3 separate regions of the Sus scrofa genome follow, and regions 1 and 2 are each linked to region 3. A link is a contact called in public Hi-C data. All regions are on one chromosome and are shown on one strand. The core of a region is the stretch at or near the end of the contact, and the rest is flanking DNA. Distances in the headings are between cores, read along the strand shown.

What was found. A called contact is a pair of places that touch in the nucleus more often than the background predicts.
Region 1: a Hi-C map of embryonic fibroblasts shows a contact between it and region 3, with 2.0 times the contacts expected there. The contact joins the promoter of ATG4C here to the enhancer-like site in region 3. A contact is called at or near these places in 7 of 47 Hi-C or Micro-C datasets (embryonic fibroblasts, fetal skeletal muscle, fibroblasts and 2 more).
Region 2: a contact with region 3 is called in a Hi-C map of embryonic fibroblasts, with 1.6 times the contacts expected there. The contact joins two enhancer-like sites. A contact is called at or near these places in 5 of 47 Hi-C or Micro-C datasets (embryonic fibroblasts, fetal skeletal muscle, fibroblasts and 2 more).

The regions. Positions count from the first base shown.
Region 1 is chr6:149,690,527-149,693,527 of Sscrofa11.1, reverse strand. ATG4C (autophagy related 4C cysteine peptidase) reads left to right here and starts at 1,614. Exons shown (of 11, transcript NM_001190284.1): 1 at 1,614-1,713.
Region 2 is chr6:149,711,656-149,714,428 of Sscrofa11.1, reverse strand. No RefSeq gene overlaps it. Among named protein-coding and RNA genes, the nearest start is that of ATG4C, 21 kb to the right of the region's middle. Within about 2 kb of position 1,383, at least 6 of the 83 cell types and tissues checked have an H3K27ac peak or open chromatin away from gene starts, as enhancers often do. A contact at or near this core is called in embryonic fibroblasts, where this site is marked.
Region 3 is chr6:150,156,707-150,159,822 of Sscrofa11.1, reverse strand. It overlaps KANK4 (KN motif and ankyrin repeat domain-containing protein 4), which reads right to left. Exons shown (of 10, transcript XM_013988888.2): 3 at 907-2,841. Among named protein-coding and RNA genes, the nearest start is that of KANK4, 52 kb to the right of the region's middle. Within about 2 kb of position 1,717, at least 5 of the 83 cell types and tissues checked have an H3K27ac peak or open chromatin away from gene starts, as enhancers often do. A contact at or near this core is called in embryonic fibroblasts, where this site is marked.

The DNA of each region.
Region 1 (3,001 bases), core at 365-2,864, 470 kb after region 3:
ACGAATCCGACTAGGAACCCATGAGGTTGCGGGTTCGGTCCCTGCCCTTGCTCAGTGGGTTAACGATCCGGCGTTGCCGTGAGCTGTGGTGTAGGTTGCAGACGCGGCTCGGATCCCTCGTTACTGTGGCTCTGGCGTAGGCTGGAGGCTACAGCTCCGATTGGACCCCTAGCCTGGGAACTTCCATATGCCGCGGGAGCGGCTCTAGAAATGGCAAAAGACAAAAAAAAAAAAAAAAAAAAAAAAAAAAGAAAAGAAATGTTACATTTGCTACAGCTTTGTGTAATTGGTTATTTGGTTGCCCTATCATATAACAAAAATAAATAGTTGTGGTTACCTGTTTTTGTCAGACTAATAATAGAAATTATTAATAGAAAATAATATTCAAACCATTAAACACATAAAAAATTCAGAACCTTTTCAAATCTAGTTTTTTTTTTTTTTTTTTTTTTTTTTTTTTTTTTTTGTCTTTTTGCATTTTCTAGGGCCACTCCCGCGGCCTATGGAGATTCCCAGGCTAGGGGTCCAATCAGAGCTGTAGCCGCCAGCCTACGCCAGAGCTACAGCTATGCAGGATCTGAGCCGCATCTATGACCTACACTACATACAGCTCACGGCAACGCCGGCTCCCTAACCCACTGAGCAAGGCCAAGGACCGAACCCACAACCTCATCTTCCTAGTCGGATTCGTTAACCACTGAGCCAGGACAGGAACTCCTCAAATCTAATTTTGAACTTTTCAACTTTGCATTCTGAAAGATTTTCTTTCCCACATGGTTCCATAGTCCAGTAGTGCAGAATGTTAATTTTTTGCTTCCAGTTTTTATTATAATTTCCTATGCAATTCAGAAGCATGTCTAGCAGCCTTGTTCCAGTACAATCCGGTGGTACTGCAAAGACAAAACAGGATCAAACTTTGCAATAATTTGTATTTCTCTCAAAACCGCTTATGAGGAAGGATGGAAATTTCCATTTCGTAAGAAGCCTTTGCAGACTGTCCTGGGTTTCAATTCTAGAAAATAATCTGAATGTGGAAAATAAGTATACATATTCCTTAATGTTTTACAAGAATTTACCTACAGTTCCAACTGTAGCTTGGTTTATGAGTAACTTCACAAAAGGATAAGACGGAATACCGTTTTTTTTTTTTTTTTAATCAAAGTGGGGCTTGGTAGAAAAGAGTACATTAGTCCAACGGATTTAACAAATTCTCCGCAATCGCACTTTGAGTTTTCGGGTGTCAGGGGCGGAGTGAGGAATAAGAGGCGCAGGGCATGCTGGATCTTGTAGTCCCGCGCGGGAGGGGCGTGGTATTGCATGGCCTGCTGGGAGTTGAAGTCCAGTTCAATAGGAACTCATGGTGGGCATAACGCAGTTTGTCTATCACGGGCACCGCTTAGAGACGGATACTTTGGTTCTGTCCTTGCTATATTGGTGATTTATGGTCTGACGTAGTGAACGGGGCGAAAAAGGATGGACAAAGTAAACGAACCAGGGGCCTGGTGACGCCTGCTATTGCTGTCGCCAGTCTGTAAGCTTGAGTGCCCCGGAAGTGGCTGTCCTGCTGGGTTTGAAGGAGGGGGTGGGGCGTTCCTCTTACTACGGTGGCCGGGAAGCTCGAGGTGCCTGTGGCTGCGGCGCAGAGGTTGGAGTGTCTGCGTTTTTGCTGGCAGCTCTTCTGGCGGCTGCTGCTAGAGCTGGAACATTTCCCGGGTTGGTGGCTCCTACACATTGTTTACACTTCTCCAGTTCTGTTTTCGGTGAGGGGTCGACTTGAGGCTAGCGGAGTCAGGAGAAGGTTGGGGCTTAGTGTCTCTGGTCCCCGAATGACCAGGTTTCTTGGGGGGCCTTGCACTCACTGGAGACCCTGTGGCAGACCGTGTAGGCTTTCAGAATTTGGCGCCTCCCTCATCTGCTCCTGTCTAGTGTCATTTGTTTTCTGACTCCTCACTCTTCCTGAGATCCAGAACTGACAAACCTTAAGCCTTCCTGTGGGCAGCTGTTGCCCTCTCTTTGGAAGCTTTTCTTTCTTGTTTCAGGCACGATCTCTTGTCTCCTAAGCTCATCCATTTAACTTCTTCCCTATTTCTCTCCATCTAAAAGAAAAGAAAGAAAACAAATTAGACGCTCAAGATCTCAGTGTTCTCATTCCTAACTCCTTTATCCCTTTTTTGGCCCTTCTTACTAATTCATACTCTGATAACACTTGCCTGAATATCTAAATGCTTTTCCATCCAGACCTTAACGTTCAGTCACTTTATTTGGTTTTTAGCCTGAGCGCTTCCACCTCTATCTACATGTAAGGGCTTTTTAGGTTGGAGGTTCATCTGCGTTCTTAGGATAACTGATGAATGGGAGAGTGATCGCCAATGATTAGCTAAGCGTGACTCTACTTACTGAGTTTATATTTCTTAAGATTTCTTTGGCTTACATTTTCGTTTTGTATTGATTATTTTCTCGCAGGGGGTTCGCTGCTACCCTGCGTTAGTGGAGAATACCTCCTCCTACAGCTCTTCGTATCTTAACTGAGATTTTTTTTTTCTTTTTTCCTACTTCAGGCATATGTCCCCAGTGGAGGTTTGTGCAATGATTTTTGTATCAGTTAATAGATAGACACAAGGGAATGCCTTTCCTCCCTTGTTTATGATTTGTAATTAGTGAGTCATTGAAATTACCCAAAGGGATTGAAAAAGCTTTGGAAGGTAAAGTCTATGTATATACCAATTTGCAAAATAATAAAGTGTCTTCCCTGAACGAGGAAGAGTTTCTAATTAGTCCAGTAATCTGATGCTATATTGAATTAATTATCAATTCTTTCACTGTAAAATTTTGGGAACTGTTTAATGTTAAAAAATAACCAATAGAAGGAATTTTATAGTTTAGTAAAAATAGTTTAAAAAACCACTTAACTGATGTTCTTTTTTTCTGTAAAATAGAATACAGGTATATCAAAAAGTTTATTTTTTGTGACTATTGATGAGCTATTTCTATATATTTGATA
Region 2 (2,773 bases), core at 134-2,633, 450 kb after region 3:
CCATTTGCAGCATATGGATGGACCTAGAGATTATCATGCTAAGTGAAGTAAGTCAGACAAAGACAAATATCATTTGATATCACTTATATGTGGAATCTAAAAAAATGATTCAAATGACTCATTTACAAAATAGAAACCAACTCACAGACTTGAAACCAAAATAATGGTTACCAAAGGGGAAATATGGAGGGGGGAGGGATGGATTGGAGTTTGGGATTGGCATATAATACTATTATATATGGAATGGATGAATGTGTGTATAACACAAGGAACTCTGCTTAATATTCTGTGGTAACCTATACGGGAAAAGAACCAAAAAAGAATGGCTATGTGTATACCTATAATTGAATCACTTTGCTGTTGAGCTGAAATTAACACAACATTGTAAATCAACTATACTTCAATAAAATCTTTTCATATGAAAAAAAGAAAATTAAAGACAATTAAAGCAATAAAAACTTTCTGAAAGAGAGAAAAGAGAAAACCGTGGGGGAGGAAGTTATCAAAGCAGTAATTCAAGAAGGCTTTCCTCAACCAAAACTCATGACTTTTCAGAATTAGAGAGTCCACAAAATGCTCAGCATAGCAGATTTGGAAAGATCCGCGTTAAGGCATCCCATGGGAAGTTTTACTTACTAGGGACAAAAAGAAGTTCCTAAACATTTCAGAGGAAAAAGGACATCACCAAGAGCTAGAATTAGGAAGGAATGAACTCTTCCAGCAATGCTCCATGCAAGAAGACCATGGAGCAATGTTTTCAGAATTCCAAGGAAAATGGTTTCAACCTAGAATTATATATTCAGCCACACTTTGAAGTGTGAGGAGAAAATAAAGGTATTTGCATCTGTTCATGTTTTTAAAGATGGTACCTTCTATGTACCTTTTGTCAGGAATTACTGGATAATATGTTCTCCAGTAACATTAATAATGACTAATTATTAGTCATTACTAATGGCTAATAATAAGGGAGCAAAATCAGGAGGAAAATTAGGGATCCAGCACGGAGAGGAGAAAAGAATCCCCAGGATGAGCACGAAGGAGATCCCCGAGCAATAACTGCACAACATTTCTAGAGGATGACCTGTTCATGTCTGGACAGGGGAGCAGAGGCTTCCACCGGGCAGGTTGCCAAGATGTGGATAAAAATAAAAACAGCCTGATGTATTTGTACCTCATGAGAGGAAATGTATAATTCTAGAGGAATGTTTGAGGATGAATCAGAGGAATTCAGAAAACTGAGCGAACAATAAACAATTTTTAATTCCAGGACAAACAAACAAAAAATGTATAAGAAAGGAAGTGTAATTGTTTTATACCGCATAGTCATGTTGAGTTAACCAAAAGTTGTGGGTAACGTAATCACATAGGTAACCGAAATGAAAGAGGAAAAGAATGTTCGTGAATGTGTGTGGAATGGGACATGTGGTAGGCAGTGTTGTAAGAGAGCCTGATCTTTACCAAAAAATGTGAAATTGAGCAATCTTGAAATAGCAGCAATACAAGGATGTTATTTAGGAAGATGGGAGCACGTGCCAAAAGCGTATTCAGGTAATATAACGGAAAAAAAAATGTTTAAGAAGTGGGAATGAGGAGTTCCCATCCATGGCTCAGCGGAAACAAATCGGACTAGGAACCATGAGGTTGCAGGTTTGATCCCTGGCCTTGCTCAGTGGGTTAAGGATCTGGCGTTACCCTTAGCTGCGGTGTGGATTGCAGGCGAGCTTGGATCCCTCCTTGCTGTGGCTGTGGTGTAGGCTGGCAGCTTCAGCTGTGATTCAACCCCATATGCCACGGGTTCAGTCCTAAAAAGCAAAAAAAAAAAAAGAAAGAAAGAAAAAGAAGTGGGAATAAGGGATAGAGAAGGAGGACCAATGTACCTCTTTTTCCCCATTATGAGTCTTATAGTATTATTTGACTTTTAAAACGCTGTACAAAGATAAACTCTTGTTTTAAATAGAAGAGCAAGGAGTTCCCTGGTGGCCTAGTGGGTTAAGGATCCAGTGTTGTTACTGCTGTGGCAGGGGTTCTATCCCTAGCCTGGGAACTTCTGCACGCTGAAGGTGTGGCTAAAAAATAAAGAGCAGGACATACCTAACATTCTTTTTTTTTTCCCCCAAATAATCTTGAAAATAAAGGGTATGCTGTGAGAAAAGCGATAGTAATGTATAAGGGAAAGCTTCAGGCCTAATGGTTATACAGCACTGGAGAGTGGTATTTACTATCCCTGTTACAAAAATCATCACACCCGTAACTTTTATTTAAAAAAAAAAAAAAAGAGTTCCCGCCATGGCTCAGTGGTTAACGAATCCGACTAGGAACCATGAGGTTGCGGGTTCGATCCCTGACCTTGCTCAGCGGGTTAAGGATCCAGCGTTGCCATGAGCTGTGGCGTAGGTCACAGACGCGGCTCGGATCCCGTGTTGCTGTGGCTCTGGTGTAGGCTGGTGGCTTCAGCTCCCATTAGACCCCTAGCCTGGGACCCTCCATATGCCGCAGGAGCAGCCCCAGAAAAGGCAAAAAGACAAAACAAAAGCAAAAACAAAAAACACCAGAAAACTGGAGACACTTGTATTAGGAGATCTTAATCCCACCTGGGGTTCATGAAGCGTTTCCATTTAGAATCTTACAGTTCAGCCAGAGAGATTATAAACAGATAACTTCAACACAGAAGAAGTAGAAATGATACAAGTATACATTGAGGGGCTTAGAGCACAGAGGCCACGTTTAGCCAGTCTGAATGGATCAGCAAGGATTTCCTAGAGTAAAGAATGGC
Region 3 (3,116 bases), core at 468-2,967:
GGCCCAGCACCCACCTCTGCTCCAGGGCAGCTCAGGGGTCCTTCCTGGCTCACCAGACAGTTGACACTTGTGATGTGGGGTGGGCAGGGAAAACACATGAGCAAGAGCACAAGTCTTCTTTTGCTGAGCTCAGAGGTACAGGAGGCAATTCACAATGGGCAAGACTAGAACTAGCGCCAAAATAATGAGAAGCAGCCAATCTGTGATCCGCAGCAAAAAGCAGACTCACACGTTGCTGCCCGTGAGCAAAGCAAAATATGGTTCCACTTAACTCGAAAGAGGAGAGTGTGCAATCTCTTACAAGAGGAAGTGCCACTTAGCCAAAGGGTCGACTTCCAAATGTATCACACAGTCTCTCTCTTTCTTAAACACACACACACAGAAAATATTCCATAAAATATTTCAGATCTAAATATAGTGTTCCTCCAAAACCAGGCTACAGAAAAGCTCTAATGTACAAGACCCGGGGAGAACCACAGGAATGCAAGAGCAGACGAAACAATTAAGGAAGGCAGAGGTTTAAAGCATTCACAGCCAGGGCCATTCTTGGCCCTAGACATTGCCTCTGCACAATGCAAATGAGAAAGAGGCACCCTTCTGGACAGGCCTGGCAAGTGTGGGCTGGGTTTCAGCTCCTATTTACCCTCTGACATCTTTGTGCCTGGTGCTGTCAGTGCAGCTGTACATGGTGGCCCTGCTGTCGATGCAAACATTAGAGCAAATACAAGAGCAGGGGTCCCAAGCCTCCACTGTAACAGAGATCAGTTTTTATTCCCTGGGGAGGTGAGTTCCTGGGGATGCTTAAATCTTAAAAAACAAAACATATGCATGCAATTAAGACCCTTTTCCCTTTTGACTCATCAAGTAAAGGAGAAATGGTTCCCTGTCTCAGGCACCAGTATTTACCCATCGGTGGGGAGGAAGAGGGGCCTGGGGGCTCCTTCTGGGGTGGAGCCTGGGCTGAATAGGCCGAGAGCAGCAGGTTGAGGGAGCTCTGTAGCTGGCTCTGGATGCTGCTGAGCTTGGAGGCCGGCTGCTTGATGGCACGGGCCAGCTCTGGGTACCCATGCTCCAGGCAACTCCACTGTTCCTGCAGGAGCTCCTGGATCTTCTTCACGTACTGCCCAATAGTGGCATCGGTGGGTGAGCTTGGTGGCCTTCCTGGGCGCTCTTTCCCTGGCAGCTCTGAGCCGGCCTCCCCCCTCCCCTCTGGGGGAGCCTGTCTCTTGCTGCTCCCTGGAGAGCCTCCTGCTCCCCTGACCAGACTCTCTGCTTCCACCTGAGGGCCTCCCTCCTGCTCAGCGCCTCCTTCTTCGATCCTGAGCTCAGTGGAGAGGCAGCTATGTAAAGAGGGGGGGAGGCCCACCTCAGGGCCCTGTGGCAGTGACAGCTGGGGTGGTGGCACAAGTTCTGCTGGGCTCCGATCTCCCCCTTTGTGGCTGTCCTGCCACCATAAGAAGCCATTCCCCTCTCCCCTGGCTCCCCAGCTTTCAGATCCCATGCTGCCCATAAGGTTGACCCCAATGCTCTTGTCACACGACTCCCTGGTCAAGAGTCCGTGCAGAGGGTCAGTGTTGACCATGGCATCCGTCTGGCCCTGAGCTTCTTTGGTATTCCTGCGGCTCAGCTTTTCTGCCAGTTGAGCTACAGTACGCTCTAGCTCTTGAATCCTCTGCCCTCTGGCCTGGATTTCCTCCTCCTGCCGCTGGAGGGCAGCTCTGACCTGGGCCAGTTCTTCAGTTCTTTCGGACAATTCACTCTCCAGGTCGGAGAGCTGCTGCTTCAGGCTGGGGATGCTGCCAGGGTCCACAGAGGCGAGGCCCAGGCTTTCCTCCGTGACCCGGATGCCGATGCTTCTCACATCCACCTCCACAGGTGGCGGTGGGGGGATCTCGCTGATGTTGAGCTCGATTTCGTCCAGGGAAAGCTCATTCTCAGGGATGGGTGATGGCAGAGGTGGGGGGCTTGGCGTGGGGGAGCCAGAGGTCGTGACCCCCGCCTCCGCTTCTCCGCCTTCGTGTTGCTCCTCTGCATCTTCTAGGACCACCAAGACGTTCGGGGGTGAGAAAAGAGGACTTGGGAGAGAGAGGTGATTTAGAGCCTCTCCTTCGCCCTCTGGAGGCTCAGCCGCCTCCTGGATCCGTTCCGGAATCCCGGGCACCAGGTCTCCCAACTCTCGGACTTCTGGTTGCGGTGCTGTTCCCGGGGTGGAGCTGTGGAAACTGGCCAAAAATCCTTCCGCGGGGCCAAAGGCGCCGTCGCAGACCCCACCTTCACCCTGAAGTGGGGGGAGGGCCAGGGGGACGGGGGAACCTGAGTTTAGGCTTGGGTCCTCCGAGGCCCTGTTTGGCAGCAGTGTGGCTGGCATGCTGGATGCTCTCAGAAGCTGGGGCCGTGCGCTCCCGGAGACGAGCTCCAACTCCGGGGGCGCAGCGGCCTCCACCTGCCTGGCGGTCTCCGCCAGCAGGACCTTCCGACGGTAGCTCACGTCACCCCCGCTGGCGGCGGCGGGGGGCTCGCTGAGCAGCAGCGAGTGGGCTCGCGCCTCTGGCCCGGGCGACGCCTTCCTCGGCACGGCTGGGGACCAGTTTGGGTGGGAAAGAGCAGCATGGGGGCGAGCCCCGCTGTCGGGAAGGCTGAAGTTTCGGGGCAAAGTGCTAAACTTGGCCTGCTTGGCCCTTCTGTGGATGGGAATCCTCTTGATGGTGTTGCCCTTCTCGATGTCATCCACGTACTTGAGGAAGTCCAGGTCTAAGTGGAAGCCGTAGGGGGTCTCCACGGAGTAAGGGTGGCCCTTTGGAGGCTCTTTCTCTTCTTCCCTCTGAGAGGACTGGTCTTTGGCTGGGAGACACGAGACAAGTGAAGAAGAAGCACAACGTTAATGAGCACTGCAGGGCAGCGAGGCCTGATGTGGGGGATTTTGACTTAACGCTCTGGCATGGGCCTTCTCCTAAATGTTCCGCCTCTCTAACTTACGCGGAGATGCTCCCAGCCTTTTGGGCTGTGCTGAGAAGCTCTGTTATTAAATCAGTGTGTACTTAGCCAGTGTCTGCAAGGAAATAGGTAGAGGGAATAGGTTCCAATTTGCAGGATGTCATCTCAGTTACTAGTGTGGA